Linked DNA regions of Mus musculus: regions 1, 2, 3, 4, 6 and 7 are each linked to region 5. A link is a contact called in public ChIA-PET, HiChIP or PLAC-seq and promoter capture Hi-C data. All regions are on one chromosome and are shown on one strand. The core of a region is the stretch at or near the end of the contact, and the rest is flanking DNA. Distances in the headings are between cores, read along the strand shown.

What was found. Promoter capture Hi-C pulls out the DNA fragments that hold promoters and counts their contacts. ChIA-PET counts read pairs in DNA pulled down with a chosen protein or histone mark. HiChIP or PLAC-seq counts read pairs in DNA pulled down with a chosen protein or histone mark.
Region 1: a FOXA1 HiChIP or PLAC-seq map of pancreatic cancer cells shows a contact between it and region 5. The contact joins the enhancer-like site here to the promoter of Fbxo9 in region 5. A contact is called at or near these places in 2 of 39 promoter capture datasets (both in liver), 1 of 15 datasets of contacts at CTCF or cohesin (the NIH/3T3 cell line), 1 of 484 Hi-C or Micro-C datasets (liver), 2 of 115 datasets of contacts at active chromatin or transcription factors (bone marrow-derived macrophages and pancreatic cancer cells) and 1 of 9 other capture datasets (liver).
Region 2: a promoter capture Hi-C map of erythroid cells shows a contact between it and region 5, with 19 times the contacts expected there. The contact joins the promoter of Gclc here to the promoter of Fbxo9 in region 5. A contact is called at or near these places in 9 of 39 promoter capture datasets (the C10 cell line, embryonic stem cells, erythroid cells and 5 more), 20 of 484 Hi-C or Micro-C datasets (CD4 T cells, CD8 T cells, LSK cells and 14 more), 20 of 115 datasets of contacts at active chromatin or transcription factors (the SCID.adh cell line, acute myeloid leukemia, astrocytes and 17 more) and 4 of 9 other capture datasets (adipose tissue, liver, macrophages and 1 more).
Region 3: an H3K4me3 HiChIP or PLAC-seq map of bone marrow-derived macrophages shows a contact between it and region 5, with 2.7 times the contacts expected there. The contact joins the enhancer-like site here to the promoter of Fbxo9 in region 5. A contact is called at or near these places in 4 of 39 promoter capture datasets (the C10 cell line, hippocampal neurons, liver and 1 more), 1 of 484 Hi-C or Micro-C datasets (uterus), 5 of 115 datasets of contacts at active chromatin or transcription factors (bone marrow-derived macrophages, craniofacial prominence, fetal liver and 2 more) and 2 of 9 other capture datasets (adipose tissue and pancreatic islet).
Region 4: a promoter capture Hi-C map of pre-B cells shows a contact between it and region 5, with 4 times the contacts expected there. The contact joins the promoter of Slc17a5 here to the promoter of Fbxo9 in region 5. A contact is called at or near these places in 5 of 39 promoter capture datasets (embryonic stem cells, erythroid cells, hippocampal neurons and 2 more), 2 of 484 Hi-C or Micro-C datasets (CD4 T cells and embryonic stem cells), 2 of 115 datasets of contacts at active chromatin or transcription factors (embryonic brain and extraembryonic endoderm stem cells) and 2 of 9 other capture datasets (adipose tissue and liver).
Region 6: a contact with region 5 is called in an RNA polymerase II ChIA-PET map of memory CD8 T cells, with 7 read pairs. The contact joins the enhancer-like site here to the promoter of Fbxo9 in region 5. A contact is called at or near these places in 2 of 39 promoter capture datasets (the C10 cell line and liver), 4 of 115 datasets of contacts at active chromatin or transcription factors (acute myeloid leukemia, bone marrow-derived macrophages, memory CD8 T cells and 1 more) and 2 of 9 other capture datasets (liver and macrophages).
Region 7: a promoter capture Hi-C map of liver shows a contact between it and region 5, with 4 times the contacts expected there. The contact joins the enhancer-like site here to the promoter of Fbxo9 in region 5. A contact is called at or near these places in 3 of 39 promoter capture datasets (3T3-L1-derived adipocytes and liver), 1 of 15 datasets of contacts at CTCF or cohesin (embryonic stem cells), 3 of 484 Hi-C or Micro-C datasets (embryonic stem cells, erythroblasts and liver), 4 of 115 datasets of contacts at active chromatin or transcription factors (the NIH/3T3 cell line, effector CD8 T cells, embryonic stem cells and 1 more) and 2 of 9 other capture datasets (adipose tissue and pancreatic islet).

What each region holds. Positions count from the first base shown.
Region 1 is chr9:77,703,002-77,706,223 of GRCm38.p6, forward strand. No RefSeq gene overlaps it. Among named protein-coding and RNA genes, the nearest start is that of Gclc, 50 kb to the right of the region's middle. Within about 2 kb of position 1,305, at least 26 of the 459 cell types and tissues checked have an H3K27ac peak or open chromatin away from gene starts, as enhancers often do. A contact at or near this core is called in pancreatic cancer cells, where this site is marked.
Region 2 is chr9:77,752,928-77,756,380 of GRCm38.p6, forward strand. It overlaps Gclc (glutamate-cysteine ligase, catalytic subunit), which reads left to right and starts at 1,608. Exons shown (of 16, transcript NM_010295.2): 1 at 1,608-2,032. The coding sequence starts at 1,883.
Region 3 is chr9:77,730,428-77,734,006 of GRCm38.p6, forward strand. No RefSeq gene overlaps it. Among named protein-coding and RNA genes, the nearest start is that of Gclc, 22 kb to the right of the region's middle. Within about 2 kb of position 1,849, at least 9 of the 459 cell types and tissues checked have an H3K27ac peak or open chromatin away from gene starts, as enhancers often do. A contact at or near this core is called in bone marrow-derived macrophages and microglia, where this site is marked.
Region 4 is chr9:78,586,222-78,589,633 of GRCm38.p6, forward strand. Slc17a5 (solute carrier family 17 (anion/sugar transporter), member 5) reads right to left here and starts at 1,824. Exons shown (of 11, transcript NM_172773.3): 1 at 1,653-1,824. The coding sequence starts at 1,746.
Region 5 is chr9:78,106,344-78,109,958 of GRCm38.p6, forward strand. Fbxo9 (f-box protein 9) reads right to left here and starts at 2,313. Exons shown (of 13, transcript NM_023605.2): 1 at 1,948-2,313. The coding sequence starts at 1,950. It also overlaps a transcript of Cilk1 not described here.
Region 6 is chr9:77,669,777-77,672,969 of GRCm38.p6, forward strand. No RefSeq gene overlaps it. Among named protein-coding and RNA genes, the nearest start is that of Klhl31, 35 kb to the left of the region's middle. Within about 2 kb of position 1,460, at least 12 of the 459 cell types and tissues checked have an H3K27ac peak or open chromatin away from gene starts, as enhancers often do. A contact at or near this core is called in memory CD8 T cells, where this site is marked.
Region 7 is chr9:78,525,288-78,528,818 of GRCm38.p6, forward strand. No RefSeq gene overlaps it. Among named protein-coding and RNA genes, the nearest start is that of Eef1a1, 45 kb to the left of the region's middle. Within about 2 kb of position 2,119, at least 404 of the 459 cell types and tissues checked have an H3K27ac peak or open chromatin away from gene starts, as enhancers often do. A contact at or near this core is called in 3T3-L1-derived adipocytes, the NIH/3T3 cell line, adipose tissue and 6 more, where this site is marked.

The sequences.
Region 1 (3,222 bases), core at 55-2,554, 400 kb before region 5:
TACACACACACACATGCACACATGAGCACATACATGCATACATGTGCACATACACATGCATACACAAACACACATATGCATGCGTACTAAACCTATGAAGGCACCTGTAGGCCCAGAGAGCACAGAGAAGTTCCAACTCTCTTTCTATGTACCCTGTCCTTTGTGTCACTTTTGTCTGGGTCTTCTTCTGTATTTACAATAAGCCAGTAAGCATAAGTCCTACGAGCCTTGCTAGCAAATTAATTAAATCCATGGAGATAGTGACGGGGCCCTGGTCTATAGCTAATGGTAGAAGGACATATAGTACTCTGCTGTGTTATTTGGTGTCACAAATGGATCAGTCTCAAAAAGCACTTTACTTTCAAGATCCAACCTCTAGCTAGACAGTGTCAGAGTTGCACTGAGATGGTTGTTTCCCATAGGAAACACTGTGAACTTTGGCAGATAGGGGTGAGTGTTCTGTGTTGGCTGTAGGAACTTGGGTTTTGTTTTCCTTATTTTAAGTAGAGGTATGCTGCCTTATTTAACTCCATACACCTCATAAACTATATCTGAGCTAGGTAGGAAAGGAAAACCCAGAGGAACAAGTTATGAACAGACAACATTTCCCTGAAAGCAGGAAATGGCAATGCCCATAATCATGCTTAAGCAAATTAAATATTTACTCAGCTGACAGAAGTAAATATTTCATTTTTCATCATAAGTCACTTCAATCAATACTTAGCTAGTATCCACCACTTGGGGGAACTTACGTCTTTGGGAACAAATAAAAAGTTTACATAAATCCCAAGAGGACTATTGAAGTCGGGAAAGTTTAAGAGAAGCGTTTCTTTGGTAGTGTAAGTTTTTGAGGGTTTGGACGGCCAAGGAGCTACATGGCATGAAGAGTGTCATGACTGAAGTAAAAGTGCAGTCGTGAGGGATCCACAGGCACCAGAGTCTGCAGAGGGAGGAGAGCTGCTGGCCCACTGTAAAGGAAACTTCAGCAAAAGAAGAAGAAAGAAGCCAGCATTACTCTCTACACGCACGATTGCCTTAGATCATCTCAAAGCAAGTGATTAAGAACCTGTCGCCATAGCCAACTGCCTGCTAGGAAAGCATTGTCAATCCAGGGAATGCATTTGTTCTGGTTACTTGTGGATCAGGTGGTCCTCCAAATAGATGTAAAAGCCAAGGGAGCTAGCCGAACGGCAGGAACGATCCCATTTCCTTCCGACAGGAATGTGTTCCTGGTTTACACTGAGCATTTAAGCTCTTGCTGACTCACTGTGACAACTCTAAGCTGCATTGGGCTAAAGCTCAGACATTGGAGCTATAAAGACAAAGCTTAATATCAGCTCCTGAAAGGTGTGCTGTCTGACTCAGTCATACCTGGCTATATCCTTAGTCATAGTGCTGAGAATGCATGATGAAGGCAAAAAAATGAAATGTGTGTGCTCTGAGCAAGGTCAGTGGAGGGTGATTACTAATACCCCAAACACCATACATGATCCATGCCCCCAGCACTGGTTTGATATAGTGCATCCATACATATTCTTACAGGAAAACTTTTACAAGTTGGACCCATCATGGGGCAAGCCTGTAATCCTAGCTACCCAGGAGATGGGTGCAGGAAGGCCATAATTTCAAGGCCTGCTTGGCTAGGACTGTTCTCAAGGCCAGCCTTGGGCAACTTAGTGAGGTCCTGTGTAAAACTCAAAAGGGCTCAGGATGTAGTTCAGTGAGAGAACACTTGCCTAGAGTGTTAGGCCCTGGGTTCAATTCCCAGTGCCATAAGCAAAACAAAACAAAAGTTCTTTAAAAAGAAAAAGAAAACCTAGAGAGAAAACAGGTGACACTTGACAGGGCACCCGGATGTCACTCCTTCGCTACTTGAATTGCCTTTCTCGTTACTCAGGTGGTAGAAAGGTAAAGGAAATCCCTTGGACCTCGGAACGTTGACTGACATAAACTGACAGCCCAGAGGCCATCTGAGGAAGTGATACAGCGGTTTGCTGATGTGCACAGGGGGCAGTCATGGGAGTGTGCCTCCACTGAGCCAATGAGGTTCAGATGTTAGTGTGACTCCTCGCTATCTCAGTAAGGCTCAGGAGTGTGATTCCCCACTAACCCAGTGAGACCTGTATACTCTTCTCCATAGAGGAAAAAAAAAAAAACCTGGTGGAAATAGAGGCAATTTAGAAGGATAGTAAATGATTATCAAGGGAATGAAGAGGCTTGGAGATAGAGATGAGATTATAAAGTGACTCTCTGGAATCTGAATGAGCCAGAAAGCAAGATGCTATCTTGGGACAGAGTCCACCCCTGTGTGGATGCACTTTGATAGACTATGATCTTCCTTCATGAGAATGGAAGGCAGTTGTGATTTTCCATGGGTCTGGTCTTAATGCAGAGTAACTCCTTTCCTGTGCCTGTGGGAGAGCTGGGATAAAGGGTGTGGGACTCAAGGGATGATCTCTAAGACCACTCCTCCAACCTAGCATGCCAAAATGACATTATGGGGTACGATTTTGTGAATCCCAGCAATATAAACATGAAAAAAAAAAACCATAGCATCCATACCACATGTGCTGATGTAGAGCTGGAGGGTTTCTGTGCTCATTACATTACCACTCCATTCAAGAAAGAATGTGTCTCTTCTCCTTTTCTAGGAAGGCTCTCTCATGTCCCTTGCCAGTGTCTCCCCATGAACCTGCTGGGTCTCATAAAACAATACCCCCTCGAAGTATAATTATTTGGCATGTTCATAAACAGTCTCAAGGCCGGGGTCTTTCTAACCTCTTGTTTCTCCTCCATCATCGGAAGGGGCTCCCCTAAATACCCACATGTGACTGGAAGCTGCTTATGAAAGAAGCACAATGTTGTAAGCCCTTTTCCTAGGAGTTACATCAAATAACAGAAAGATTATTTTAAAAGGAACTAAAAGCTGTCACCGTGCCTGAGTAGATTAATCTTTCGGTTTCATGGCCTATTCATCTCCAAAGGTGCTGATTACCTTCAAGATTACCATCTTGACATATGAAATCCGGGAAGGTCACAGGGACTATGTTACCTTTTTGTGGCACTCTGGCTCACACAGTAACGTTCCACCTCTCCATCACTGCCTTGCCTTTCTACCCTAGGGATCGTCTCTGAGACCACTCCTCCAACTTAGCATGCCAAAATGACACTTTGGGGTTCACTTTTGTGAATCCCAGCAATATAAACATGAAAACCCTTGGC
Region 2 (3,453 bases), core at 358-2,857, 350 kb before region 5:
GCAAGGATGGTGGGGAGGACACAATAAGGTAGTGGGCAGTAAGTAGTGAAGATTGAGTGGTGGTGGTGTTAGAATGGTTTTTTAAAAGAATATTATTCCAGCTATGTGCGAGAGAGAGACAGCATCATGTCTCCTCAGTTTTAGATGCCATCTAACCTGTGCACATACTTAAATGCATTCCACTGTGCAAATCACAGCCACACTTTCAGTATCTGTGGCCCCAAGCTCTTTGATGGCCTCATTCAATGAGGAAATATTCCTATCATGCATTCATCGATTAGTGTTCATTGAATGTTGTGATGAGTGTTCATTAACTATTAAATCTAAAGCAAATGTGGAAGTCCATGCCTCTAATCCCAACACTCAGGAGGCTGAGGCACGATGGCTGCCTGGAGTTCAAGGCCAGGTTGGGCTATCTAGTGAGATCTTGTCTCTAAGTAACTACATGTTGAAAATGTAGTTACAATGTGTGTGTGGGGGGGGGGAGGGTGTAATAAATGTTTTCTGCCCTCTGTACATGAATGGATCATCTAGTTACTGCATATATTTATACAGTTGCAAAACATTAATCGAATAACTATTCGGGCAAGGTACCTTCCCTTCGTTCCCACGGAATCCAGTTCCCAGAGCCTTCCGCACTCAGGGTAAAGCTCTCCTGAGCAATAGAATGACCACCGCTGGATGGACCTTCGGTTCTGAAGGTGGGGAAACTTCTGAAGAAACTTCTCACACTGCACACTTGGAGACAAGACAAGACAAGACCTCTTTTGCACAGTGAGTGATCTCTGTGCCGACCAGAGATCCCATTGGCAAATAGTTAACGTACAGGGTTTACAATGATGATATACATATATCTAATCCCTGCCCATACATGGACGCATGTAAATAACCAGCAATCAACTCTATGCATATCCATGCCATGTGGAGTCGTACAACATTTATTAAAAAGTATTACTCAGCCAGGCAGTGGTGGCACATGCCTTTAATCCCAACACTTGGGAGACAGAGGCAGGCAGATTTCTGAGTTCAAGGCCAGCCTGGACTACAGAGTGAGTTCCAGGACAGCCAGGGCTACACAGAGAAACCCTGTCTCGAAAAACCACACATACACACACACGCACACACACTCACACAGTATTACTCAGCCAGGCGTGGTAGTGCACATAATTGATCCCAGCACATGGGAGGCAGGAGGATCTCTATGAGTTCGAGTCCAGCAAAGCCAGTCCAGGACAGCCAGGGCTACACAGAGAAACCCTGTCTTGAAAAACCAAGAAGAAAAAAGAAAAAAAAAAAAAGGATTACTCTTAACTTTATACCCTTTCTACCAGTACAGAGTTGAACAGATATTCAGATATTTCAGCTCTCTCTCTCTCTCTCTCTCCCTCTCCCCCCCTCCCTTTTTTTTTTTTTTTTTTTTTTTTTTTTTGACCCAGTTTTCTCTTAGGACCCAGACTTTTCAGTCCTTATTCGCAGACAGCCCCGCCCCCCCGCGGACACCCTCGGCCTCAGCCCCGCCCCCGCCCCAGGCCCCACCCACGACCTGCCGCTTCGTTCCCCGCCCCCGCCGCAGCCTATAAAATCTGGAGCGCGGCGCACGGAGCGGCAGGCGCGGAACTGGGCATGCTCTGTGTCGCCGCAGCTTTGGGTCGCAAGTAGGAAGCCCGTGCACGACACCGGCGGCGCCGAGTGGAGCGCTGCCGCGGCGGCCAGGGCCGCAGGGCCGGCGTGGGAGCGCGAGACCGGGCGGCGGCGAGAGACCCCGACCCGGGCTGTCAACCGCGCGGCGGGGTCCGAGCCGGAGCGGGAACGGACGGGACGCCCGCCGCGCGGCCCGAGGGCGCCCCCAGAGCGGAGCTGCGGCCGGGAGGAGGACGCGGCCATGGGGCTGCTGTCCCAAGGCTCGCCACTGAGCTGGGAAGAGACCCAGCGCCACGCCGACCACGTGCGGAGGCACGGCATCCTCCAGTTCCTGCACATCTACCACGCAGTCAAGGACCGGCACAAGGACGTGCTCAAGTGGGGTGACGAGGTGAGCCCGCGCGCCTTTGTTCGGCCAGGCCGCCCGCGGCCCCGCCACCGGCCCGGGCTCGGCGCTGGCCACTCGGGCTCATTCATTCCTGTCGGGAGGCAAGCCGCTCGGACACAGGGAGGGCCTGAGCGGGAGGAGTGTGAATATCTGCCTCCCGGCGTCCGGTCGCACTGTTCGCCTTGGAGATGAGTGTGTACAGGACCGACTTGCCCGGCTGGCTTGCTATCACGTTTCAAATCTCCAGGGTGTTTGCTTCGGCCCTCGGTTTTCTCTAGCTCTTTTTCTTAAACGCCTGACACATCTCACATCTGTCCGCAAACTTTAGAGTTATACATTGCAACAAATACATTGCTAGACCTAAGGACTTGGGGTTGTCTTCCTAAAAGACGGGAGACTTCATTATCCGGTTTAACTGTAAATGCTTACAACTTAGAGGTTAGGTAAGACTGGTTAGAGCCAGCAGCTAAGCGTTACCAGTCAATGCTAAAACTTGTGCATGATCTCTGGGACCCATTTGTTCGAACCATCTGAAAGCGGCAACGCTAAAAACATTTTTTTGTGTGTGCATCCCCTATTTTTAAATAAGCACATTGATAAAAAGATACATAAAGTTAAATAACCTCTTGAGTCTGACCTTTATTGTGTGGGGTTGGCATTTACGGCAGATAGCGTGCCACTCCTGTATGTATTTATCGTTTAGTATTATCCTTGGGCTAAGTTTCAAAGTGTTGCTGTACCGGCATAGACTAGCTTGCGAAAAGTTAGTTTTTCTGTATCTAATGTTGGTAGATGATTCTGCCATCTGCAGCTGAAAGAATTATGCTTGGCCTAAGGAAGTATTAGGACTAATATATATTCCTACAAAAAAAATTGTCTATCACCACATTTTCTTTCAGGAAAGGGACACACTCGTTTGGCAGTTCTCCAGTTTTAGTCCAAAGTTTGTTGTGTATTTACATTTGACAGTTCTTCATTTGTGTTCCGTGTATCATATACAGGGCAGGGATATTATGGGTTTTATCCACTTGTTTTTCCTAGGGCCTAACTAGGAAATATATATAGTTGGCAGCAGCAAATTGTGGCGTCCTTTAAGGTTCTCATGGAACCAGCCACTGTTGAGCAATCAAAAATTTACTTTTCGCTGTCTTGCTAGGACTCCATAAAGACAAAAATAAAAACAAATGAATGTCTTTATAACCATTTGGAGTTGAACTTCATCCGCAGATGTTCAGTGCAGTCGAAGCACAGTGGTTCACCATGCCCCTTGCCTTTTCTCTACTAACCAGGAACCTCCCGGATCCAGATCCTTCTTTCTGTTTTAGAAAAAAAAAAAAAAAACGCTCCCCCTGTTGGCAGGAAGAGCATGTACAACTAACTGCCTGTTTGGAGAGACTTCCCATGGCAGACGAGTAAAGTGAGTG
Region 3 (3,579 bases), core at 599-3,098, 380 kb before region 5:
GCTTTTTGGTTTCTGTAGTTCAGCTGCTAGCTAACTGTTCATATTAACTTAAGTATGCCAACCCAGAATATAGGGGATTTTTTGCTGAAAAACTAAACCTGAGAAAAGGTTGGAACTGCACTGGGATCCCAAATGCCCAGTGTAATCACTGACCAGGTAACACAGACTTTCCATTGGCTTAAACTCATGTCTGAGCAGTCTTCTCTGGTGGATACCTCACAATACACACAATGCAGGCTTCCTTTTGTTTTGCTTCATGCAGCCTTTCTGCACATCTTCTTCACTGTTTCCTGAGCCATGAATGCAGGAGCTGTGGTGTAGACATGTCCACTGGGGCTGGGCACCCATGATCATTCACTTTCTGCATTTCAACCAATTCCAGTTTTCTGTAATGGTTTTCTGCTACAAAGAGAAATTTTTCTGATGGGGTTGATCTACATTCATCTGTTGGTAAAAGAATAAGTATTTAGAATGCAAGTAAAAATTACGTTGCTCTAGTAATGTCGTCGTTGTCGTTGTCGTCGTCATCATTGTGGTCATCATAGGTTCTCTAAAGTCATGGCCTCACTAACCCCAGGTAGTTGGCTAAGTTTCCAGGACTAGTCATGAGTCCTGTCCTCTTTCTCCTATTGAGTGAGTCTTAAGTCTAATTAGAGAGCTATTGGTTACTGTCAAGATATGAGGGCCACTATGGCACCTTAGGGAACAGCTTGCTGTGCTGGTCATTGTCGTGGTTCCCAGGCACCACAACTGGGTAGGATTACTGGAAGTTTTTCACCTTTGGCAGCTTACACAGCACTTTCTGGTACTGTGACTTCTCAGGACTGAGACTTTCATTAGTTGCCCTTCATATGCAAGCCCAGGAACGGCACCACACACAGTGGGCCAGACCCTCCTACATCAATTAGCCATCACAAAAATACTCCAACAGACATGTCCCCGGGCCAATCTGATGAAGTCAATTCCTCAACTGAGGTTTCCTCTTCCCAGGTGTGCTATGTTGACAACCAAGATTAGTGATCACACCTTAGGAATTTCAATATTTAAACACACATCACCTGGGTTCCATCTTCCACAAACCATGAATGACTTAAGACTTTCTGCAGCTTGACTTAAAGCCTTCATGGTTTTGTCTTCACCTTTTATTTTTCCTTCTTGGGACAAATTCTTATACAAAATTCATCCTCATCTAAATATTCTTTTCTCTTTTTATCCCTTTAAGCTCATACTATATCCTTCTTAACTCTCTTTCATTACTAAATTACTATTTCTCATTTTACTTCCCTAAACCTTGGCACATTGTAGCAAATTAAGATGACCTCTAAACATTTTTTAATTATGATTTTTTTTCCTATTAGAAGTTACAAGACAACCTTCTCTCCATTTGACATTTCACGTGGATTTTCTTTTATTCTGTTGTCTCAAAGCCTGGGAAATAGAACAAATCACATTACCAAGCCTTTTGTTGTTGAAGATTATATAGATTATAAACCATACCCAATGAGCAATTTACAAATCCTTAGATAAGAGTTTACAACATATCTTCTTTTATTTTAGACCCCCGGGGGCAGGGAGAATGCAAAGAAATCAGAGATAAAAGATTTTAAGAGTGAGGAACCTTAAGTGTAGAGTGGAGTAAGTTTAAATATATTTGAGAATTATTTGTTCACAGCAGGGGGAATTTGGAAAGAAGGTGTGCCAGTTTCTGCCTTTTGAATGGGGCCAAGTTTTTGCAAATAAAATCTGAGTCCATAAAGGAAGGAAGAAAGAGAGTGTGTGCTTAGCTTACCTCTGGCTGGCTGCAGAAAGCCAGGAATGGGGAAGTGCATGTAGCCCACAGAAGCGGGCTGAGAGCCACGTGGAAGACACAATGACTTAATGATCAGACTCTAGCATTTATAATCAAATTCACAGATCTCTGGAGTGCTTCTAGGAGCGGATGCTGTGGATGCTGTAGCAGAAGGGTGTGTGTTGGGAGTGCTGCAGTTTCTGCTCCTACCCAGCTCCAACTCCCAGTTGTTGCAAACTTAAAGGTGCAACATTTACTCAATATAGGGAGGGAGATCAGACAGAAGCAAGCAGGGCTTGGAGCGAGGAAAAAGGAGTAAAGAAAGGAGAATTTTTTTCACGTTCCCCTGGTGGTATATGGAGGCCAGATTCCATAAGTTTAGAAGCTAGGTGTAGAAGTTATGATAACATAGTTCCATGGATGAGAAGAGTCCCAGGCCTGGGTCAGAGGCATCCCAGGGATGCAGGGAGAGACCAACCTGAGAAGGCACGAGTCATCATCCAGTGAACAGGAGCCAAGGCTAAGCCCGAACAGACATAGTTGACCTGGTACCAGGATTTTCAAGAGTAGCCAAGAGGTCGAGAAATCATGCTGAAAGAACAAAGCCTCATCCAGGGAAATGGTCAGAACCAGAGAAACATTTAAGCAGAGTTTGAGAGGGAACTCACCAATTGTCAGGGTTGGATGGAATGCCCAATGACTGGTGAAGCAGAAAGCAGATCTTCCCACGATGTATCAGACAGGTGGGATCCCAACGTGGTTAAACACCAGGAGAGTCCCTCTGAGGTCATGACTCCAATGTTCTGAAATATAATGCAGCAAGGGGTCCATGCCAAGGTACAGCCCTGAGAAGTTATGCCATGCAACAGATCTGGTTTGAAAGAGATTTATTGGGAGAAGGGAGAGGAGCAAGGACCTGGGGAAGGGATAGATGTAGACAAGTGGACATGTAGACAGACAGACAGACAGACAGACAGACAGACAAGGAGCCGTGAGAGAGCCATGAGGGCAGAAAGAGAAACCAGAGACAGGTCTCAGAGAAAAGGAAGACGTGCACAGAGAACAAAGAGAGAGCTGGGGTGCCTGGTGATCCTTTTTATCTGCAGCACACACCTGGTGCACCTGGCGGCAGGTGATACAACAGATGATGACATAAGCTGTTGCTAGGGCCCTGAGAGCAGGCTAATGGAATTGCTTGTACACTAACAAGGGTGTGTATTTTGTAAACAAGATAGGGCAGAAAAGTACACAGAGAACCAAAAATATTTACATGTTAACCCTGTCATTGAGATTTTAGATAACAAAAGACATCCATTAATGTTTTTGAATCCACATTAAAAAGTCATAAGGGATTATTTTCCTTACCCTCCTTTTTAGACAGGGTGTTCTCTGTTGAAGTGTCCCTTCTCCATTTCTCTCTTCTGTTCCAGGGTATGGATCATACTGTGAGACCTGAGATTTTGTTAGTTACTGGGAAAAACCTGTTTCTAGTTGTGATGTGGCTCAGCTCTAGCACACATTTTTAATCCCAGAGCTTTCTACTTACTGTAAACAAAACTAAATAAAGTCAACCATAGATCAAGAGACAGAGCAACCAACCAGTTGACAGGGAGTGAACACAGAGGGGTAAAGAAAACCAGAGTAAGGAGGAGTCAGGAGGCTAAAGAGAGATACACACAGGAAATAGAAGGGAGGGACATTTAGTTGGAGGGATTTTGGAGACCACATGGAGAAGGAGAGCTTCCCTTTTCTTTTGGGACATCAGCTGAGGAGGAAGGTCAGCTGGACGC
Region 4 (3,412 bases), core at 574-3,073, 480 kb after region 5:
TTTCTCATTTGTGGGAAATTAAGCTTTGTGGGGCACGAGGCTCCTAGTGGAACAGACAGGACGGCCGGGAAGGTAGATATCCCTACCAAACTGGCGGAGCAATCGGCCTTGCGTGCAACTTCCGGTGCCACGTGTCTGTGGCACCAAGGAGGATGTGATGACGGAGGACAGGGACAGGGAATCCAGAGCAGTGGCAAAGTGTCAAACTTCGATTCTAACCCAAGAGGGAAGCCAAGGGGGCAGGAGGTGTGAATCAGTGGACAGAATGCTTGCTTACCACGCATTCAGGAGGTGGAGGCAGGAAGGTCAGGAGAACTAAGTCACCTGCAGCTACAAAATAGAGGCCAGCTGGGGCTACATGAGACCCTGTCTCAAAGAAAACCAAGCAACCAACCAAAAAAATGCAAGTCCTAGGTTTGACCTACTGATGCCTTACACTTTTCAAAATAAAACATTCTATTTTAGATTTTAAAAAAAAAATCTGTTCTATGTACGAATGTTTGCCTGTATGTATGTCTGTGTACCACAGGTGTGTCTGAGTAGGGAGGGTGTTGGCTCTCTTGAGCTGGAGTTATGGATGGTTGTAAGCTTCCATGTGGGTGCTGGGAACTGAACCCTCGTCCCCTGGAAGAGCAACCAGTGCTCTAACTGCTGAGCCATCTTTCCAGTTCCCTAACAAACTATTCTAAAAATAAAAACAAAACCAAAACAGATCACCCAAAAGCCAACAGAAGTAGTCTGAATAAAGTCAGAAAGTAGGGTAGTTACCCACACAAGTGGGAAGGATGGTTAAAACAGTTACGAAAGAATTCTTTGGTAATGTCAACAAAAGACATACCGACAGAAGACTGTTCCGGGCCAACAAAGGCAAATTTCCAGTTCAATTCTTTCTCACACCTATATCCTTGAATGTGTCCAAGCCGATTTGTCCTTTAGTTTTCTGTAGCTTCAGGAAGCTACATTACAAAAGTGTAGCGAAATCCAGTGAAGACACATACTTGTGTTTTGGGGGATGGTGGGTATGGAGACTAGAACCTTGTCAGGCAAGGACTATACCTCTGTGCAACATGCGCCCCCCCCCCCCCCCCCCGCAATGAAGATGCTTTTTGAAGTAGCACCTGCAAGACCTCTAGTACGGCATATTGTCTTAGAGTGCTAAAGATATCTTATCTTGAGAATAACCTGTTTCCTAACTTAAATTGCAGTCTGATAGACAAGGAAAAAATAGAAATGTCTGCAATATTTTGGTGTCTTACAGCACAAGATATTCGCGGGATTATGCAACTGTCCCCCGCACACTCAACAGCTGTTAACTCTTCTTTGTTGTTGTTTTGTTTTTGTCTCTCCTCCCCAACAAGGCGCTACCAGATCACATGTTTACAGGCCGGCATAAGCGGAAACCTGGCGGCCGCTGGAGGGGAGCAAGAAGCACTTTGGCCCCTTTGCTTATTGACTCGGATCGGGTACCCCTCCGACCCTGAATTGCTTCAGTCCCGCCAGCGCCACAGGCACCTCCGTCCCGACCCACAGCACTACAGCGGCTACCTGTCCCCCCGACCCCGCAGCCACTCCTTCAAGGCGCCCACGGCCGGGAACCACCCGCCCGCCAGGAACGCTGCCACTAGCAATCACTCGGTGGTCCCGCAGCTCACCCGCTTCGGTCTGCCGGGCGCCCGGCAGGAGCGGGGTGCTGTCCGAGCTCTCCTCATCGTCGTTTCCCGCCGGACCCCGAAGCAGGGGCCTCATAACGCCTGGAGAGCAGATGTGCCGGCGTCGTTGCTTGGCCAACCTAGCTCTCGGCAGGACAGCCCTTCGCCGTGCTGGCTGGGCGGGGCAGGATATTGCCCCGCCCCAGGACACGCCCATATCTGGTTGCCTGTTCCTAAGGCGCCATTTTAGTTTCGGGCAATTTCCCGCTGTGGGCAGGGTTGGGTTGGGCGTGGCGTTTGCGCTGTGCAAGATGTGTGTCACCAGCGGTAGGGAGCCCAGGACTCTGTTACACTAGTAAAAGCCCGGGCATTGGACAGCCTGAAGGCGGCGATGGGGTTTGCATCTCGCAGTGATAGGGAGCTAGGGAAATGGGCAGGGACTATTTGCCTTCTAAATGTCTATAATAGTTTTCAGTCTTTGTCCGTTTTGTGACAGCATATGGCTTTTGAAAAGTAGCAAAGGAAATCATGTTTTGTCCGACGAAATTGACTGTTTCAGAGGTGAACCCCAATGTAGGCAGCTGCCTTTTCTCTTTAGGAAGATACTGTTGATTGTACCCAGGGCCTCACACATATTAGACTAACGCTGATACATACCATTGACCTACATCCCCAGCGGGCAGGCCACGTGATGTATGAGCGTGGGGGAGTTTTCTCTGTAAATCTAATTTGGACAGATTTTCCCTACTGCTGACTCTAAGAAAGAGGAACTAGGAAAATGCTTCAGTCAGCCTTGGTGGGGCCATCGGGCCTCTGAGTAATAAAAGCCATATCTGCAGACCGATGGAAAAGACAGATGTGGTAGACGCCCTTAGAGATTTCCACGCAGACCAAGGAAGAGCAGAGGCTCAGAAAGTCAGGTGAGGCCCCTGTCTAGAAGAAGGGCTGACTGAGATTTACTAAAGATATCCCTAACTCTTGGGCCAGTAAATGCTGATGGGCAAGTTTTCAAAAAGACAGCTGTAGAGATAAAGCCCTTGAGTTTGTGCATACCCGCCTGGCAAATTCTTATAAAATGTATGTACAAACAGCACTTCTGGTGTGGTTAATTTGATGTGTCAGTTTGCTTGTCCTCCATGTGAGTGGATTTCAATTTGTTTGAAGGTTTGATTAGAACAAAAAGATCAGCTTCAAGCCGGGCGTGGTGGCGACACCTTTAATCCCAGCACTCGGGAGGCAGAGGCAGGCAGATTTCTGAGTTCGAGGCCAGCCTGGTCTACAGAGTGAGTTCTAGGACAGCCAGGGCTACACAGAGAAACCCTGTCTCAAAAAAACAAAAACAAACAAACAAACAAACCCAGCTTCCCTAACTCATCCCCTTGTACCCACCCCCCCACCCCTGAACTCCTCCAACAGACGGCTTCAGATTTCATTAGCCTCGGGGTTCTCATCTTTCTGCACCTCTGCTATCCTGTGTGAGCCAATAGGTTTGTTCAACACTGTATCTCCTCTCCTTTATTGCTAAGATCATCCTTTTTGGCAGGGACAGCCAAGGGAATCTTCCAACATAGGGAATCAGATTCCAACAGCCTTGGGGAGTTTGAAATCAGCAGCACCATGTTTAAGTACACTTATTACCTGAGAAGGTTCAGGTTACAGAAAAGTTGCAAAGTCAGTACGCAGAGTTCGAGGTAGGATAGGAAGGCTGGCTTTGTGGGGACATGGGAAAGGAGTCCCTCACTCCCGGGTCTGGGGGACATATC
Region 5 (3,615 bases), core at 1,063-3,562:
TCAGTAGAAAGAGTGTATCGAAGGCAGAGAGCACATCTTTGTCACAGCTGGTACGTTTAGGACCAAAAGCACCACATGATTTTGGGTAAAAAAAAAAAAAAAAAAACCAGCATCATTAGTTTTTGTTAGTTGAAACAGGGTCTCATTGTGTATAGCCTAGGCTGGACTGAAACTCGATATGTAGACCAGGCTGGCCTTGAATTTGCAGTGATTTTCCTGCCTCAGACTCTCATGTGCTAGGAGGAATTTGAGTGTGAGCACTATACTGGGATCTCTTTCTTTGGAGAGACATCTGTGAGCTGGAGAGATGGTTCAGCAGTTGAGGGCTGGATAGTCTTCCAGGGGACCTGAGTTTGGTTCCCAGCATTCGTGTCCAGCAGCACACTGGAATTCTCTTTCTGGCCTCTGTGGGCACCTGCACATACACGGCATGGTGTCTCAGTTAGGGTCACTACTGCTGTGATGAAACACCATGACCGAAAGCAACTTGGGGAAGAAATGGTTTACTTGGCTTACATTCCCACATCACTACTCATCACTGAGGAAATCAGGGCAGGAACTCAAACAGGACACAATGGTGGATGCAGGAGCTGATGCAGAGGCCATGGAGGTGTGCTGCTTACTGACTTGTTCCTGCATGGCTTGCTCAGCCAACTTTCTCATAGATCCCAGGACCGGCCTGCCAAGGGATGGTACCACCCACAAAGGGCTGGGCCCTCCCCATCAATCACTAATTAAGAAAATGCCCTGCAGGCTTGACTGCAGCCTGATCTTTCGGAGACACTTTCTCAGGTGAGGCGTGCCTTCCTCTCAGATGACTCTAGTCTGTGTCAAGTTAACATAAATCTAGCACACACTTTAAAACATTAATTTAAGGAGAGGGAGAGAGGGAGGGAGAGAGAGAGAGATCTGTAAAGAGAATTAGTGATTCTGAATTCTGGGTCATCTTTTCAGATGTGATTAAAAGTTTATCACAGATCACAGTTAATAGGTTTGCTAATATTGAAGATCTGGTACTGCACCAAACCCCACACCATGCCAGGCTAGTCGGAGGCTCAAAAATAACTAGTTGAATACAGAATGCCTATCTCAGAACAGAATCCATTGTTAACCTTGATTTTGACAGTAGGAACTGGAATTTTACTACATTTAGTCGATTTTAATCCCACTTGAAATAAGCAGGAGCTTAGTTAATCATCAGTATTTTCATAGTTGAAAATTACTCAAGCATCATGGTATAGTTTAGTGGGTTAGTTTCTTCGCAGATGAGATTAACTGAACATAAAGAAGGTTAAGGGCTTAATCGTGGTTTGAGGACTACTTTTGAAAGTTTAGAAGAAGAATCAATTAGTGTGTTTTCTGTGCACCAGACTAGTTTCATAAAATAAACCGTTGCAGCCAATTCATGTTAAAAAAAAAAAAAAAGCCACTTGAGTGTTCTCCCAGTCAGTCTGGTATCTTTCATTCTTAAATCATCCAGCCCTAGCCGGAAACTAGTTTCTTAAGTCACTGCAGAGCCTACATACTCCATGCAACAGTCCCGTGAGACCGGAGCTGTCACACATGGAGCTTGGCGCAGTCTCTCCGTCCGCACAGCAGAGAAGCGGCTTAGGCCCTCGCTATCAAGAAACTTGGCAAGAATCCCTCCAAGTCCAGTTTGCCAGCACTGCCTGCGAATATCCTACCAGGGCCACTGACACCTCGAGGGCGTGCGTCCCAAACGTGGAGCTCCCGAAATCATCTATGGGCCGGGCTGCCAGAACAGAAGCGATCAACAAGTGTCACCGCTTGCCAGGGCCACCTCCCTTGTGCAGAAGCCAGGACAGGTCACCTGAGACCCGACTCCCAGCTCGGACAGTCTGGAGTGACCGAAGCGGGCCTTTCCTCGGCTATCCGTCAAACCCTGCCCTCACCACCCGGCCCTTGCTGCCCTCCCTCCTCGGTTACCATGCTGGCCGGCGGCCGGCCCAGTCGAGGGGCTTCCCGCGCCCGGCTCCCGGAGGGGTGGCGGCTGCCCGGTGTCTACTCCTGCCCGTCTGCTGCAGCGCGGCTTAGCAGAGTTCTCGGTCGGAGAAGCGCACCAGGCAGCGGCAATAACTGCGGGCCCGGCGTACGGCAGCCATTTTCGCGGGACAGGGGGCCGGAGGCAGGCGCGCTGCGGCGGCCGGGGACTCGAGCTGCGGAGGGGTCGCCGGTCGCCAGCGGAGGCCGAGCACCGAGCGAAGAGCTGAGCGTCGGCCCAGCAGGAGACGTCTGGACGCAGCGGCGGAGCTGCCTGCTCTGCTGCGGAAACTGCGCCGCCGCGCCGCGCATGCGCAATGCCGTCGTCGCCGTCGCCGCCGCCTGCTTGGCTACCAGCCACCCGTCGCGAGCTAGGGTGATGGGCCTACTGTGTGCAGCCGTCGGTGGAGCTAAGCTGGCCCGCCTCACTCAGCCCGCCTGTTTGATGCTGAGAACACCCAGGCAGGAAGGAGCAGACGTTAGCTCAAAATGTTTGAACCTGAATTTGGAGTAGAGCCCCCTGAGTCGATCCTAATTGGACATTAGGGGACAGTACTTTAGGCGCCCTGGACACTGGGTGCCCTGTCAGAATGAGAAAAGAGAGCGAAAACTCAACAATCATTGAACCCCACAGACTCTGAACCGAAGAAAACGTACGCTCATGTGTGCAGCCGGAGAGTGGTAACAGCCAACGCAAGTCACGTCGAACTACAGATCCCACAATACAACGGGGGAAGGACGGCCCTTTTCAAGGCCTGAAACCCGACTCCTGAAGGAGTGGACACTACAAGGGACGCTGGGATTTGTAGTCAAATGTTCCACGTTGAGCCGGAACTTACACCCACCCACCCCCAACCCGGTGCCACTTCTTACAGTCCAAACATCCGATTCCACGTCAATAGAAGGCACTTGGATTGCACATTTTAGAACTTTTTCACCTACAGGCATATGCTAGCAAAACTTACGGGCTTCCTGGCCTCTGACAGACATTTAGACAACATTTATTGAGTTTCTGTAAGTGTTAGAACCTAACAGCCAGGACGCTACATTCACCCGACTTCACAGAACTTAAAATTTTATTGTGCTACTTTATTCTGGAGCTCAGAAATGAAGTACGTCTTCGGCAAAGACATGGAGGTAAAAGGGGAGGGGTGCAACTTGATTACAGTAAGAAATTGCAAATCCTGTGTATGTTGTCTATTTAGTTAGTTTGTATTCCACTGAGTCCAGTTAATGCTGGAATATTGCCTTATCTTTTGGGCCTGATTTTGTAGAAATTATCATAATTTCAGTAGGCTGATGAATACACCTGTCGTGACATATCCAAAAGACAGCATCTCGGAACACTCTTTCCTGTCCCCGGGCTCTTACATTCTCTCCACCCCATCTTCTTTAATGTTCCCGGAGCTGGGGGCTGGGGAGTGGATATAGATATGTCCCATTTAGGGCTGAGCACTGTCACCTATTCTCGGCAGATTTTGTAAATAATGGAATCCACCTCTAGGTGGAGACTGTCCTTGGCTCCTCCCTTATAGACTAATCTAGTGGGATATAGGTCAGGGACTTGGCCCATGGGATTACCCCTAGGAAGGTGAAATCAATTTAAGACAATGT
Region 6 (3,193 bases), core at 210-2,709, 440 kb before region 5:
AGAATTGACTCCTATTTGCCTCTTCAGTGGTCCCTGGAAAGCAGTCTAAAATGAGAAATGAAAAACTAAAATTGATAAACAAAATTGCTAAATACATGGTCTGGAGTCTGGACCTCAGTTTCTGCAATTGTAAGAATCACTCTCAATTACAATCACGTTACTCACTCCATCAAGTGGTTACAAATACACAATTAAGCAATATATGGGAAAACATTGTGAAAACACAAAGCTAGTCTATACATTTGTCAAGACCATGACATTTCTACATTGAGTTACCTATAGTCAACATTAATTACCACTATGCATTAAAAGAACAGATCAGAAATATGCAGCTCCTCACAATTCCATACTGTATTTCTTCTCGACCTTTGTTCTGTCTTTGATTTCCTAACGTCTTTGAAGAAAAAGCCTGGGCACGCTTTGTTACCCTAGACACGCAGAAGAATGAAGAAGGCGAAGGAGCCAAGAAGCTAGAGACAAATCAGAACGTGAACTCCCAAGTGTGCCTCCAATTCACATTCCTTCCTACACAAAGTACACAGGACACAGAAAGGAATGAGAGAGAGTGAATGATTCTAGTAGCTACCCAGTACAGGGAAGGACACATTGTATCTACATGATCAGCAGTAAAACTCATCTTTCCCAATAGTCCACTGAGTCCCTGTTTCTAAAGCTCAATGCAGAAGAAATCCCTACCTGCCTGTACCTTTTTCTCTTCCTGTCCTCCCAGCTTATCAAAGGCCACTGTCTTAGGGACTCACTCTCCAGCTCTGTTTCAACAATGTAGTGTATGTAGAGGTGGTTATAAGGCCCTGACTAGCTCTCTCTCAGCTTCTTTCAGGAATTGTCCCATCACAAGCACCCACCATGGTGGGTTGTCTTTACCAGAGGCCCGAACAGATGGGACTGCATGGTCTTGTACTGAAACTTCCCAACTGTTACACAAAGGAAATCTTTTCTCTTTATAAGTTAGTTATGGTAGGTTATCATAATAACGTAAAGCTAACACATAGTGAGGCCATTTCTGAATATCTAAATGTGGAAAAACCCTTGGAAGTGGTTGTGGGAGGAATTTGTAAACAGTGATGGAGCTTACTGTAAACAGGAGATTCCAAGAATGTAAGCGTCTGTTCTGTGACATGGCTATTATTGGCTTCTTTTAGTCACATTTACTAAAGGGATCCAAAAGGAAGGGGAGTTAAAAGATTTGAAAACTTCTCAAATGCACACGTAAAGACGCAACTAAAGAAGGTGAAAACAGATTAGCACTGATGAAAAGAAACAAAGAAAAAACAGAACCTAGTATGTTAGCTATTTTTTGTTGTTGCTGCTATGGTAAAACACCATGACCGAAGTGTCTTATAAAAGGAAGCGCTTATTTTGGCTTACAGTGCCAGAGAGAAAGCTTGTAGTGGTAGAGGAAGCATGGCAACAGGTAACCAAAACAGGAAGCCGAGAGGCCACAGCTCTGTTCACACACAGAAAGCAGAGAGAGTAAAATGGATGGAGGGTGAAGCACAGACTCTGAAAGCCAGCCTTCAGTCACACACCTAATGCTATCAAAGCTTTCCAAACACCTCCAAACAGTGCCACCAGCTGGGGACCAAGTGTTCACATAATTGAGCCTATGGGGGGACATTGCTTATTCAAACCCCTCTAGCTGCAACACCACTGTGGTTAATTAGTTGCTATTCTATTGCTGTGAAGAGACACCATGGCTAAGACAACTCTTATGAAAGAAAGCATTTACAGGGGGCTGGCTCACAGTTTCAGAGGCCTAGTCCATTATCATCATGGCAGGGAGCATGGTGGCAAAGGTGGTACTGGAGTAGTAACTGAAAGCTACATCCTGACTTACAGACTAAGAGAGCATGACACTGAACCACACTTGGGCTTTTGAAACCTCAAAGCCCACCCCCAATGACACATATCCTCCGACAAGGTCACACCTCCTAATCTTTCTAACCCTTTCCAATAGTACCACTCCCCAGTGACTAAGCATTCAAATATATGAGCCTGTGAGGGACATTCTAATTCAAACCATCACAATCACCCACTCATCACAGGTTCAAAAGTTTGACACTGGGGCCAAAGAGATGGCTCAGTGGTTAAAAACACTGGTTGTCCTTCCAGGTGACCCAGGTCGTATGCCCAGACTCCACATAGCAGCCCATTACCATCTGTTACCCCAGGCTCAGGAGATCTGATTCTTTTATACGAATGCTTCAAGCATGCATGTGTAAGAGACATACTAGCAGACAAAATATCCACACACAAAAAAATGAGTTTTTAAAGTGTAGCATTATTGATTTGTTCCAAAGACTTTTGTGTTACCCTTTTTGTCACTGTGATAAGGTACATGATAGAAACACTTAATAGAAGGAGGACTTATTATGGCTCACAGTTTTGAAGGCTACAAGCCCATCATAGTGGGGAGAACAAGGCATCTCAATCCATAGCAGCAGTAGCTTGCCACACAGCTTGGCAGATGAGGAATATGGTGGTTTGAATATGCTTGGCCCATGGCAAGTGGCAGTAGTAGGAGGTGTGGCCTTGTTGGAATAGGTGTAGCCTTGTTGGAGGAAGTGTCTCACTATGTAGGCAATCTTTGAGGTCTCCTTTGTGTGTGGATATTTTGTCTGCTTGTATGTCTCTTATCACATGCATGCTTGAAGCATTCTTATAAAAGAATCAGATCTCCTGAGCCTGGGGTAACAGATGGTAATGGGCTGCTATGTGGAGTGCTCAATCTCTGCTCAATGTGGAGCAGAGCCTCCCCCTGACTTCTTGGCTGCCTGGACAAGACAGTCTCCACCTGGCTGCCTTTGAATAGAGATGAAGAACTCTGGCTCCTCCAACACCATGCCTGCCTGTACACTGCCATGCTTCCCACCATAATGATAATGGACTGGACCTCTGAAACTGTAAGCCAGCCCCAATGAAAAGTTTGCCTTCAAAAGAGGTTAGGAAAATAGAGGTGGCAACAATATCCAGTATCCTGAGGGTAGAAACTGAAGGCAGTGTGAAAAATATATCCAAGGAAAGGACTATGTCGGCTCCATCTGGGAGCAAATATCCTTCAACAGATTGACCCACATGTCAACATGCCTTAGTCACAGTGTCTCTTCACGGCCATGAAACCCTAACTAAGACAAGGAACAGAGATCTCAGGCCAGAAGCAGGGCTACATTGT
Region 7 (3,531 bases), core at 869-3,368, 420 kb after region 5:
GTTTGTCTAGTGGATCCCGATGGTGAGAGCCAGCTACACCCCAAAATTGACTACACCCCAAAATTGACGACACCCCTAGACAGCAGGAAGCAGCTTAAGAGACACGACACCCTCGTTCCCTTTTCACCATCGGCTCCCCCCGCCCTTTTTCTTTTTCTTTTCTTTTTTTCTTTTGAGACAGGGTTTCTCCGTATGTCCTGGAACTCTCTTTGTAGACCAGGCTGGCCTCAAACTCAGAAATCCGCCTGCCGAGTGCTGGGATCAAAGGCGTGCGCCACCACGCCCTGCTCCCACACCCTTTTTCTTCCCTTCTCTTTATAATAACAAGAAGGGAGGTATGTTGGCATCAGGACATTCCAAACCTATGATATCACATAGGCCACAGCGCGACCTGCAACCTCCAGACCGGTTGCCAAGACAACGGGCACCATCTTCCCAGCATTCACTTGGCTCACCTCCCACCCTTACTTGTTATGTCATTTTCCATATAAATAAGGAGAACATCCCTTCCTCGCTCTTTCTTCCCCCTCTTTTCTTTCTCCCCCTCTTCTTCTCTCTCTGCCACTACTTTGTCTCTCCCTTCCAATAGAACCTTTTCCACGCTGAACTGCTTTGGCCTAGTGTGCTGTTGAGCGGCTACCCGCCATTCTAACACGTCATTGGCTGTCCCGGAGCTCCAGCTGTAGACCAGACTGGCCTTGAACTCAAGGAGATCTGCCTACCTCTGCCTCCAGGGGCTGCAATTAAAGCCGTGAGCTAAATTAGTTCTTTTTGAGCCTGGGTCTTGCTATCTACCAAGGCTGGCCTAAGACTGTAGTCCTAGCTGATTCTGAGCTAGCACACCTTTCTCTACACCCCAAGTGCTAGGATTGCAGGAATGGTCCATCCACCATGTCTGACTTCTATTGGCTTTCTCAATATTGGCTGAAGCTTCTCTACTCCTCGAAAGTTCTGCAGGAGAAATCCCAAAGACAGCAAATTCTCTATTAAACAACTGACTGCATTTTTAAGGAACCACCTTCTAACTTCCAGGCCTCAGCCAACTTCTTTCTGAAGTCCCTGTTCTTGGCAGAAAAGCCAGTTCTGTACTGAGATCCATGCTGGCCTTCAGCTATAGTGGGAATGGGGCCAAAGGTTTCAGAGGTGGAGTTCTTGATTTTGTTCCATTTTGAGACGTGGTTTCTATTTGTAGTCCAGGCTAGCCACAAATTTGCAGTCTTCTAACTTCACCTGTTTACACTTGGGTATTGTAGACATATGTAACCATGCCAGGCTCCTATTCTGTGTATGGGGCCCTGCAGTTTTGGTCTCAAACTCACTATGTAGTTGAGGATGACTTTCAACACCTGATCTTAGAGTTGGGATTAAAGGCAATATTGTTTCGAGACAGGGTCTATGTAGCCTGGGCTGTAATTTGCTATGTACACAAGGCTGGCCTGGAATCCACAGAAATGGCCCTTTGTGCCTTCCTAGTGTTGGGGTTTAAAATGTGGGTCAACCTTAGACCGGAGAAAAAAACTATTTCGACGACTGTCTGATTAAAGCAAGCTGTGTTTAGACTGTGCACTTTCCCTAAGTTCGGGTCTCAGAACATCCCCTCACTGGCTTTTGAGGTCTCTTATATGTGGAAGGGTTAGGGTTGATAGAGAAGAGCTGTTGAGATAATTGGCTGTTAGCCCCTGGACATAGAAGTTGGGGTGGGGACATGGTGGTGGAGGAGAGGGGCTACTCAGGACCTAAGGCAGTCTGTGGGGTGTGGAAGGGCACTCATCAAGGTATCTGGAAAAACATTTCCGTAAGGCAAAAGGGCAATCATAGCTTACAGATTCAGGGGTTTAGCAAGGCAAAGGGATTTACAAAGGGTATATACATCATGGGGTTACAAGTTAAGCACAGGTTGAAAAACATGGTTTGTAGAATACATTATTAGGCTTAGGAAACAAATTTATTCTTGTAAGGTATGGAGACTTAATAACAACGTGGCTCTTTAACAACATTGTGGCTCCAGGTTTGGTTTCAAAGTCACCACACTTGGCCAGAATTGCGGTTAGGAGCTAACATTGCCTTTTAGAACAAAAACTGAGAAGCAAGGGTCAGGAAAGTCTTTTTGCCTCGTGACCCTGCTGCCTCCAGCGGCCAGAGGCGGGAGCGCGGGCGGGTGACGCCAGGGGCTCCCCAGCCCGCAGTGACTTTCCATCGAGCCCTTTTAAATGCCTTTCTTTTGCACGTGGTTTCTGTGAGTCATCTCCTTTCTCCAGACAAAGAAATCTAGGTTTTGCTAATCGGGTTTCCTGAGTCCGCTAAGGCATGAGTCAAACTCGTGCTTCCCGAGTGCTGTAAGCTCTTCTTGCTCCTCCCCCAGGGGAAACGCCCGCTGCCGTGGGGCAAATCCGAGTTTCTGGGGGGCCGGGGGGGGGGTGTCAAAAAATTCACGCGGAAGGTGAGTGCGGCATGGAACCTGTCGTAAGTCCCAAGCGTCAGAAGAGAAGAGCGTTTGTGTGTTTTAAAAATAGTTCTCTTAAAAATCTTTGGACAGGCTCGGTGGCTCCAAGGGTAAAGGAGCTTCTATCAAGCCTGAAGACCTGGGTTCAGTCCCTTGGGAAGGCGGAAACCGAAAACCGGTTTCAATAAGCTGTCTTCTGACCTTCACACACGGACTTAAATTATTAAAATAAGTAAATAAATAACGAATGCGTGAATGAATGACTGTCTGGGCGTGGTGTGGCATGCTTGCAATCCCAGCACTTGCCGCCAGGTGGAGGCAGGGGGATCCAGGCCAGCCCTCATTACAGAGTCAGTTTGAGGCCAGTTTGGATTTCCTGAAACTGTTTCAAAATAGAAAAATGTGGTTATTAGAAAAAAAAAAACATTAAAAAAGAAGGGCTTTATACTGGGGTAAGAGAGTGTAGGAAGAGGCAGAGCTGAGGGACAAACTCCAGGCAAAGTAAATCAGCCATTTGGCAAGGCCCGTGGCTGCCGTGAATATCAACAAGTGCCACTTTGTCCCACAGTGCCACTTTACAGCCTAGCCAAACCGGCGATGCCCGAGGGTGCAGGCACTTAAAGCCCAGCGCCAGAGAGGCCTGCTTTGGCTTTCTTAGCCTTTAGTCAGTTCCAGATTGACCCTGACGGTCCTCCCCCCGCCCCCCCCCCCCATGATTGATTTTTCTTTTTAATTTCCAAACATTCTAGTTAAATAAAGGAGTTCTGGTGGCACAGGCCTGAGGTCTTGGCTTTTGTGAGGTGGAAGCAGCAAGGTCAGGGACTGAAGGGCAGCCTTGGATGTAGGAGACCCAGTCTCAACAAGATAAAATGAAAATTTAGAAGAGAAAACCTAATCCCTCCTTCACTATTCACAAATGCTTTTAACGTTTTGTTTGGTCTGTCTTAATAGTTTTTGTTTTGGGAATACAGAATGTCTACACATGAGTGTACTTATCAGCATTATTAAAAAAAATCATTTCTAAATTACGTAGTGTGTGTGTGTGATGAGAGTCCCTCCTCTCGTGGTGCCTGGGATGGAACTCAGGC